Linked DNA regions of Sus scrofa: region 2 is linked to region 1. A link is a contact called in public Hi-C data. All regions are on one chromosome and are shown on one strand. The core of a region is the stretch at or near the end of the contact, and the rest is flanking DNA. Distances in the headings are between cores, read along the strand shown.

What was found. Hi-C and Micro-C count contacts between places; a contact is called where the count stands out from the background.
Region 2: a Hi-C map of alveolar macrophages shows a contact between it and region 1, with 1.6 times the contacts expected there. The contact joins the promoter of LYN here to the enhancer-like site in region 1. A contact is called at or near these places in 2 of 5 promoter capture datasets (fetal liver and liver), 9 of 47 Hi-C or Micro-C datasets (alveolar macrophages, blood, liver and 2 more) and 2 of 2 datasets of contacts at active chromatin or transcription factors (alveolar macrophages and skeletal muscle).

The regions. Positions count from the first base shown.
Region 1 is chr4:75,850,105-75,854,993 of Sscrofa11.1, reverse strand. LYN (tyrosine-protein kinase Lyn) reads left to right here. Exons shown (of 13, transcript XM_021089363.1): 2 at 4,606-4,679. The coding sequence starts at 4,611. Among named protein-coding and RNA genes, the nearest start is that of LYN, 51 kb to the left of the region's middle. Within about 2 kb of position 2,618, at least 46 of the 83 cell types and tissues checked have an H3K27ac peak or open chromatin away from gene starts, as enhancers often do. A contact at or near this core is called in alveolar macrophages, fetal liver, liver and 2 more, where this site is marked.
Region 2 is chr4:75,900,412-75,905,297 of Sscrofa11.1, reverse strand. It overlaps LYN (tyrosine-protein kinase Lyn), which reads left to right and starts at 1,588. Exons shown (of 13, transcript XM_021089363.1): 1 at 1,588-1,858.

The DNA of each region.
Region 1 (4,889 bases), core at 1,369-3,868:
AAAAAAAAAGAAGAACACATCTCCAGAAGTGGAATTTCAGGTGGATAGCTCTTTCTTGGCTGAGCAGGTGGTTAACTGTGGGACATTACCCGGTCTTACCAGATGATAAACAAGAAGTCTTTTTTTTTCTTTTTTTGCCATTTCTTTGGCTGCATATGGAGGTTCCAAGGCTGGGGGTTGAATTGGAGCTGTTGCTGCCAGCCTACACCAGAGCCACAGCAACATGGGATCCGAGCCATGCCTGCGACCTACACCACAGCTCACGGCAACGCCGGATCCTTAACCCACTGAGCAAGGCCAGGAATTGAACCCACAACCTCGTGGTTCCTGGTCGGATTCTTTAACAACTGAGTCTGTTTAGGTTTTTCTTTTTTGAAGGAATTTAGCATTCTCCTGCTGTTAAATGAGGATGAGGTGTTGCTAACCAGTATTTGTCCCAGGGTGGAAAAGCCACTCACCTCCTTTTCTGGATGTGTTGGCGGATGTCTCCTTGTGATAGAGGGTTTCTCAGCTGTCTGTCTCATTAGACTATCTAGCTGAGCTTATGTCATGAGCATCCCAGGGGTATATTTGCCTGTCAGACCCTCAGGTATTACTGTGATTAACCCAGAGTCTCTGCATGTAAAATGTGCCTTCATTTAGTGTTCATAAAAAAAAAAAAAAAAAAGACATTGCCACACACATCGTCAACAGCACTCTTAAGTCAAACTCATCGTAAGAAACTTTAGGATTCTTAGGCCGAGGCTTCCCTTTCTGGGGAGAACAGGTCAGCTTCCTCTTTTCTGGTGAAAGCCCTGTGACACAGGCTGCCCTCCGACCCTTCCTGCCAGGAAGCCACTTGGGCAAATCTACTACCCATCAGGTTCCACTTTTCTTTCTCTGCTTTTCCCTGCCCTTAGTTTTCTGTTTCCAGCTTCTTAATTAATGTTATTATTATTATTATTATTTTTGTAAAAAGCATTTTGAATCCTTCTGAGAAAGAAGCAGGCTATAAAAACAATCTCTGTAGCATCATTAATTAAAAAAAAAAAAAAACAACAACCTACAAGTTTCAAAATAGCCATTCTTTGGCCAAAGGGGAAAAAATGCGCAGGCTTTAGGCCAAAGCTGTGTGAGTCCACCCTTCACTAGTGCTGTGACTTTGAGCCAGTTCACCTCATGCCTCAGTTTACACCTCTGTAATGTGGGGTTAATAATACCTGGGTCTTGGAGTTCCTTTGAGGATTAAATGAGATGCTCAGAAAATTACAGATGCTTAATTGAAAAATACTAAGGTGTGAGTCATGGTAAAGCACAGCTCCTATCAGTCGAAATCGTCGAAATCATGTAACTGTTCTGTTTTTTTTGGGGTGCATTGTGTTTTGTGCTTTTCTGATACCTTTGCACAGCTAAAGAATTGAGGACCTGGTGTGAGCTGGTGGTGTTTATCCCATGCTACAAGGGGAGTGCTCTTTGAGCTTTTTTGCTGAAGTGTTTGCACACAGTGCCCCAAATTCAAAGCTCAGTGCCAGGGCAGAGAGAGGCCACTAACTCCATGGGGAGCCCTGTCCTGCTGCTTTCCTCTAGAGGAAAACAGGACATACACCTGGTTTTCAGTTATCCATGGTGATGGGGGACGGGAAATGATGAAATAGGCATAAAAAAATGATCATCTGCAGATTTTACCATCCCTCCCACATCCACCTGCTTTTCATTTTCATTCTCTGTCTTCCTTCCCATGGCTGCTGCCCCTGAACCATCTCCATCACCCTTCACAGGTCTGGCTCAATGACTCCCCTCCATATAACACCTGCCAAGTGCTCTTCTAACCTCATCTGCTGCCTTCACACACGCATGTGTGCATGCACTACATGGGTTCCTAATATTTGGGGAAAAACTGTTTTTGCATAAATTGTTCATACTATCTTCTTATTTTCTCCCCTTCCAACTTTTTATTTTGAAAATTTCAAATGTATAGGAAAAAGAAAGACTATCCTTACCCAGATGCACTAATTTCTTACTGTTTTGCCACATTCGTCTCTACTCTCCATCTCCCCCTCCCTTTTCCTTTTGGGTGGAGGTGTTGAAAGTTGCACACTCCCAGAGCCCCCATCCCTAATCCGCCTCGCCTGCATCTCCTCAAATGTGGACATTCTCCCGCATGACCGCGGTGCCTTCATCACGCCTATAACACACACAAGGTCCAGGATCCTGTCTACACATATTCGGATTCCCCCAGTGATCCAGCCACGTCCTCCTCCCACCCACGCCCATTCATTCAGGGCAGCAGCCGAGCGCACAGTCCTTGCATTCTTGTCGTGAGCACTCCCAGAGCATCTGCTCTCTGTCGGCACTGGTGGAGGTGCTGGGAACATTACAGGGAAGAAGCAGGCTTGGGGCTGGCCCTTCCGCTATGGTCCACCTGGGGAGCTGACCTTAAATAAACCCACACGTAACGGAATGTCGGTCCTAATAAGAAACACGAGAGTGAAGCGTGAAAAGTGGGCAGAGGGGAGCTTGGTGAAGATCTGTCTGGGGAGGTAACATTTGTGTCCAGATCTGAAAAAAGACAGAGCTGGAAAGGGATAGAGAGCGCGCGCGAGGGCCCGGGAAAAAAAGGGGCTGTCCCAAGCCGGTGCGCGTGCGTCTGGCCCGGGGAGCGCGCAGACCTGACCCGCGTGCGTCGTGGGCGGGGGAGCGCGCAGGCCGGGCGCGCGCGTGCGTCCTGAGGACCCTCGGGGCTCCTCCCCTGGGAGCTCAGGGTGCCTTCCAGGGTCCGTACCGGATGGTTTTTGCGCCACCTCGTTCTCTTGGTTCTGCAGCACCGTTTCAATGGCGATGATTTAAACCCAGCTTTCCTGAGGGGTGGAGATGGGTGGGACTGGCCAGAAAAGAACACCCCTGTTTATTTACAGATCAGCTAGAAAACCCACCTCCATTACAGAAACTTTAGCACATGAAAAAAAAAAAAAAAAAAAGTGCTGTTTTGAGTCAAAGAACTACTTGCTTCCCCTTTATTTTGGGAACTACAGCTCGCTAGTTTCAGAAAGAGGTGTGACTGTCCTTAGAGGCTCCCTACGTCAACCCAGGAAAAGATAAACAAGGCGCAGATCGAAGTCCTCCTGGAAGCCTGGGGAACTAAACGGGACTAGGGGCAGGATGAGCTGGGAAAACAGTGCAGAGGGTGACAGACAAGTGGTCCTGAGGTTTCCTAGAACAGTTCCTCCTCCAGGAGGTGTGGCGAATTCCCACCACTCGCCTTCCCTGTGTGAAACCATCTCTCTGAAGTTCTAGGCCAGGGTCCCCACTGGCAGTGCTTCAGAATGACACCCATCAGCGGGGGAGCACCTCCCACCCCACCCCCGGAGGGATGCCTGGTGCGGGAGAACTTCCTGGCCCGTGTCCCAGGACTCTGTTCCATGAGCCCAGGGCATTCTGGTGTTCTTTCAGGTTTGGGAACGGGCCCTCTAGGACCCTCTGATGGAGCTCCTAATAGATTTTGTTTCTTTTTAAATGTATACATTTGACCCCAAGGCTGTAGTGTGAGGCCAGAGTCCTGTGCTATTTCAGTGCTGTGACCCCCTCTTTAGTCTCCAGAGTGCTTTGGGGGGTGTTCTATGCATCCCAGTCCTAACGGAGTGAACAAAGAAGAGTTATCATTTGGAAGCGTGATTACGTCCTTGCTGGCTGAGCACTAGCCATCTTCTGAGGCTGGCTCTCCCCTGAAGCCTCAGTCACAGGCATGGCCGTCTGATGGCACCTGTTTGTGCCCCCCAGCTCCACCATCTCTCCTGGTGTCCTCACTCACAAGTCTTACTGGGAAGACTACTGGCTGTGATTGTTTGGGGGTTCCTGTAAACATCTTTTCTCCCACATCCTAGTCCCCTCTTTTATTTTCAGTCTAGGTGAAGGCCACCTCTGTTCCCCAGGCCCCAAGCCACATTGGGCTGGCGCCTGGCTCTGTGCCTTCTGGCTCTTAATCATGCTCGCCCTTGAAGCCCCAGGCCTCTCACTTCACCTTGCAAGGTGGCCTTGGCTTTCAGCTGTGCCTCCTCTCCAGCCCTCCTCCTGGACTTCCTTACTTGTTCCCTGAAGGGATCGGCTTAAACTAATTCCCTGAAGGGGCCGTGTGAGCTCAGGGCCAATACTTTGCACATGAAGTTCCTTCTTCCCAGAATCTCGTTGCTGCCTTTGCCACCCAGCTGACATCACCCGCATTTTGAATCACAGAGCATTTCCTTCCAGATGCTTCCCTGACATCCTTTTCCTCTTGCCTCGGTTCCACGTCCTTTCCTCTGTCCTGTGCATCCTCTCATCATTGACTTGCCACATTGTAGTGTAATTTTCATTCACACGTCTTCGCCACAAGATTAGGAGTGTCTTTAGAGCAGGAATTATGTCTTGCAGACATAGAATTGATTCTCCATAGTTGTCGAATGAATGAATGCGTGCATGCATGAACAAGCAGCTGATTTGTGAACAGCATCCCCTTTTGAGTTTGTGAAACCATCTGTGATGAAAAAATCAAAGTATGTTCTTTTTGCTCTTCGTTAATGGAGGGATTTTGGTGGCTTGGAGCCAGTTCTAGAATGGTAAAACAATGCCGTTACTTTTCTGTTCCAACAGGAACTATGGGATGTATAAAATCAAAAAGGAAAGACAATCTGAATGACGATGGAGTAGATTTGAAGACTCAACCAGTACGTAATACTGACCGCACTATTTATGTGAGAGATCCAACGTCCAATAAACAGCAAAGGCCAGTAAGTAGATAGTCTCAGGGGAGCCTTCCCACAGCAGGATCAAAGCATGGCTGCATAATTTAAACATCAGATCTGTACCATGTTCATGCAAAAAAAAAAAAAAAAAAAAATCCTGTCAGTTACTTGGGCCTCAAATAATTTTTTTTT
Region 2 (4,886 bases), core at 339-2,838, 51 kb before region 1:
TTCTCGGTGGATTAGCCAACACCAAACCTTCTGTGTCCCTGTCTTTATTTGCCAGATGCCTTCAGCCAGGACCCCAAGGACTCATTGATAAGAGTAAATATTTTAAATTAGGGCCCAGATATTTGAGAGGTCATTCTGAGGAAAAGTCCTGGAAGTAGGTCCTCAGGTAGTGACTTACTCCACAGGGTCTGTGACAGATTTCACTCCCTTGCTGGACACATTCCAGCAGGTAACCCAACCCCTCCTCTTCGGCGGGAAACCAACAACTACATACCAGTGACCATCATAGGAACAAACCTACCCTGTTGTTGTTAAGGCAGTAGTTTGCAAACCTTTGTCCCCTGTTACCAGTAATACATGACTAGCTGCTTTATGGATTATGTTACAAGGTGGCACACTTGACTGCAGCCTCAAGCGGGGGCCAGCCTCTTAGGAACATTGTTAATAAAAAGTCATCAGTCTGCTGTAAATCAACCATAATTGAAAAAATAAAAATCATTAAAAAAAAGTCATTAGTCTGATAGGCTGGGATCCAATAGGCTCTATGCAGGTGTTTGCTTTTTTTTTTTTTTTTTTTTTTGGCCATGCCTGAAGCATGCAGAAGTTCCCAGGCCAGGGATCCAACCCCCACCACAGCAGGGACAACATGGATCCTTAACCTGCTGAGCCACCAGGGAACCCCAAGTGTTTGCTCTTATTAATACAAAGTCCAAATATCCTACAGAGGACTGTTCATTTCCATGTAAATTTTACAATGGCGGCAATGCTGGGATCCCAGTACGTGGAATCTCGCTTAGAACAAGTGGGCATCCACGCGCCTGAGACTGATGTTCTGTCTTAAGTTTGTAAGTGACATATACGGAGCTGGACCACGAGCTTGAAGATAAAGTCATTCTTTCAGCAAACACTGGTCAGGAATCTGTTGTGATCCAGGTGGGGATGCAGAGATGGCAGGAAGAATGCAGAGACCATCCCCGTGTGCCTGGCAGTGTGCAATCCCTTTACAGACGGTGATTCATCCATTCTCCCGGTAGCCCTGCCTCCATTTTTTCCCAGTGGAAACTGACGTTTGGGGGAACCGAGTAACTGCCAGGCCTTTTAACCCCCACCCCCATCAATACCTTGAAGGCCCTCGCAATACATACTTAAGGAGCTCATCCATTGCTTAAGAACTCAAGGAGACCATCAGCTTGGCAAGTCTCATGCTCCCTCTAGAGAACTCCAAATGTTGGGGGGACCCGAGGGCGCCCCTCTGCTGCCAGAACCCCCACCCCACCGCGCTTCCTAACACTCTAGGGGGTAGCCTGGAAGGGAAGGAAAGGAGGCGCGAGAGGTTTCGTCGCCGTGCCCGGACGCCAGGCGCCAGGGGATCTCCTTTAAGATCCTTCTGTCTGTCTCCGCAGGAGAATGTCTGCCCGAGGCGGCTCCACGCTCCCAAGCTGCGCGCCGGGACGCAGGTTTCTCTGCCTTCAAAGCTCCGCGCGACAGCCACACCGAAGCCCCAAACCTTGGGCAGGGGCCAAACGGTCACTTCCCCGCCCTCCAGGCGCGGTATGCAAATCCGAGCACCAGGAAGTAGCTGGGACCTCCCGGCCGGGCTCGGCGACGGCCAGTTCCTCCGCCGCCGCTCCGGGCCTCCGCCGCCACTCGCTCCTGGCCGTGGCGCCTCCGGGCCGGACGCGCTCAGCCTCCAGCCCGCGGCAGGCGGGGCGGCCGCGCCACCCCGGGCCCCGAGCCCGCACTCTGAGCCGCGCGCCTCCGCTCCCGCCCCGCCGGGCCGCCCCGTCGCGCCCCCAGCTCTGACCGCGGCCACCGTGGAGCGCCGCCGCCGCCGCCCCGCGACTTGCACCCGGAGCTGGTGAGTCCCAGGCGCGAGGCGGAGGGAGGGTGGGCGCGGGCCGGGGGAGCGGGGGAGGGCGCGCGGCCGGACGCGGAGGCCACCCAGGTGCCTTCCGCTGGCGGGGCACCTAGGATCGAGGCCGCTGGCGCGGGCGGCTCCGCAGGTGTCTCCTCCGCCCCGGGCTCAGGGGCGTGGCGTGGGGTGCGGGCTGGCGCACCGCGGGTCCCTCCGGCGCCGCCCCGGGGGCCGGATGCTGTCCCCGCTCGGGCCGCTCCCGGCGCGCGGCGGGGGAGCCCCCCTCTCCGCACCAGGCGGGCGCGCGGCGGGGATCCCACGGGGAAGTCCTCGCAGGCACAGTCTGCCGTCCCCTCACATTCTCGGGTCCTCCGAGGTGAGCGATGCGACTCGGTCCAGGCCCTCTCCCAGGCCCGCGGGCGGCTGGCTCCCCGGTGCCTGGGCCTGAGCGTGACCTCCTGGGGCTGCGGGGGAGGCGGTGCGCACCCTCCCGCTGAGCCCGGCGCCTCCCGGCCAGCGGAGCCGCAGTCCCCAGCCTCTGGAGGCCGAGAGGAAGCGAGAGTTATTTTAAGAATTCAGGGGTTGCCTTTCCTTCGCCTTGGGGGAGGGGTGCGCGCGGCAGTTCCCTCTTTCCTGTGTTATCTAGGCTGCCTGCGGTGTCTTCGCGATACTGAGCGTTTGTCATATTCCATTTAATAGCCGGCGTGGTCGCGGGTGTGTGTGTGTGTGTGTGTGATCGTCTGTCTGTCTTAATTACCCAAATCCACCCAACTTCTTTGCCATCACATAAACTCGAGTGGAATAAGGGCTTCATAGTTTGCTAGCTACCTGTGAGCTTGGGCCTGTTATTAAAATTCTCGGCTTGGATTTTCTCATCTTTAGGAGAACATAGCCACCTTCTGCGCTATTTATTGCAGGTAAAGTCCCCAGGTATTCCATAGACGGTGCCGTTATTATTGCAAATAATTGTGTCCGTGAAAACGAGGTTCCCTGGTTCTTGGCAGATTGGTTGTTTTAAACCAAAGGCTGCTGGTCCCATTTAGCCCCACCTGACCTTACTAGTAAATCTGCATAATAAATGCACCAGAGATTTGCTGACCCAGGGCAGGGCCCAGGAGTCTGACTCACCCCAAGACCCAGCCAATGAGGATGTCTGACTTACTTGTAATGTCTTGGCTACCCCAGAGGGCGCCCAGGCAGAGGTTCCTGAGGGCCAGGGCATTCTCTCCCCACAGCGGAGCAGAGGGGAATAGGCACTGAAGTCCTCAGAGCCCTCCTGGATAAGGTGAGCTCTGCTGGGAAAAAGTGGGACCCACGTAGTTCCTGGTTCTCATTTAGAAGTAAGGACGTCAGCGCTTTGAGACTTGAAGAAATGTATCTTGATCACAAGGGGTTTTTGGTGCCTGAGTGTTTTTGGATGCAGAGTTGGGTAACCCTCTTCCCGAGTGAAGGATAGAGGGAAGCGGATGTAAAGGAAGAGAAAACGGAGCCAGGAAACCCGAGTCTGAGTCTCTTTCACCATTTACCGAAGCTGTGATTTGAGATAAATTACTCGGGCCATTTATTTTGCCACCATTTCCTTCACAGCAGTAACTAGAGTCATAGTATGATTTGCCCATGTCTGTATAGCTTGTATTTCACTACAGTGAACTCTCAGTGAAAACAGTTCTGTCTGGCTTGTCCAAAACACAAGCCCTGGTGCCTGTCACGAGGTCTAGATGGCTTGGAAGAAGGAATGAAGCTCTGCTCTGAGCCTGGCCCTGTGTGAGGCCAAGGAACACGGCTGGCCCCTGAGGCATCAGCAGCCTGCTGGCCCTCTCCATCCCAGATTCTGAAATGGGATTGGAAAGACTTCTTTGACCCTCCAGTTATCCCAGTGTCAACGTTTCCCTTGGGCATCTCCACTTAGGACTGGTAACTGTGCTGTATCAGTGGGAAAGAAGCCTTCATGTGGGGCACCAGGTACAGCCGCAAAGCCTACATCTGCGAAGTCCAAGATGTAGCCAGACTTTATCTTACAGTCATTGGTGTTGGAAAGGTTTGTGGAGAACATATAATACCTGTGCCCCGCCCTGGGCCATGACATACTCTTAGCAGAAAAGTGGTTGAGCAGTGTTGTGATTCAATGACTTTCACAGCCTTTTAGTTCCATCATATTTGTACTCAAAAAGGAATCACTGAAACATGAGATGCCTGTTGGTTCCTATGAATATATGGGGTTGTAATGGACAAAGTTAAACCGTATTATCCACACACAAGCCCATATTTAAATTTAAAATCTGTATAAATAGGAAGAGGTACATGTCCCCGGCAGGGTCCATGGATACGGCCCACTCAGAGTGCTGACCTCAGTGACCTGTGTCTTCAGGCATGGATAGTGTTGACATGGAAAGGTCATCACAGCCATTAGGTGGGACATTGATCAGTGACACACTGATGGCAGAGACTGCCTCAGCCCTTTTTCTTGGGCTCTTTCTGGCAGTGATGGTGTTGATACCCAGCTGCTTATGCAAAGCTCTGAAGCCTTCTGAAAGCTGCTTTCATTTGACCTTCTCATGACCACCGCCCCCCCCCCCCCCGCCCCAGGGTAGGCAGGGAAAGATACAAAAAAAAAGTTTTTGGCATGTCCAAGGTCACAGGTTAAATGGCATCATTGGGCAGAATAGATACCTTGTCTGGTTCTAACTTTGGTCTTTCCCACTTCTCTGCCTTTGGACCTGTAGGCGATACTCAATTGCCTACAAGTAAAGCTCCTAAGTTATTCAGTAAACATTTTTAAGACAGAGAATCACAAGGTAGTTTCCTTCCATCTTCCATCCCTTGGAAGTTGTCTGCCCTAAGTGGCTGACTGTCAGGGCAAATGAGCAGGTGCAACGTCAAGCAGGGTATTTGGGCTGGATTCGGGGGACCTGGGTTCCTGGGCCTCTCAGCTCAGCTTCCTGCTCAGGAAGGGAGGAGCTCTGATAACTGCCAAGGTGACACCTGTCCCGGCCGCTGTCAGAGCAGCTCTACTGACTGCCTGGGGTTGCTA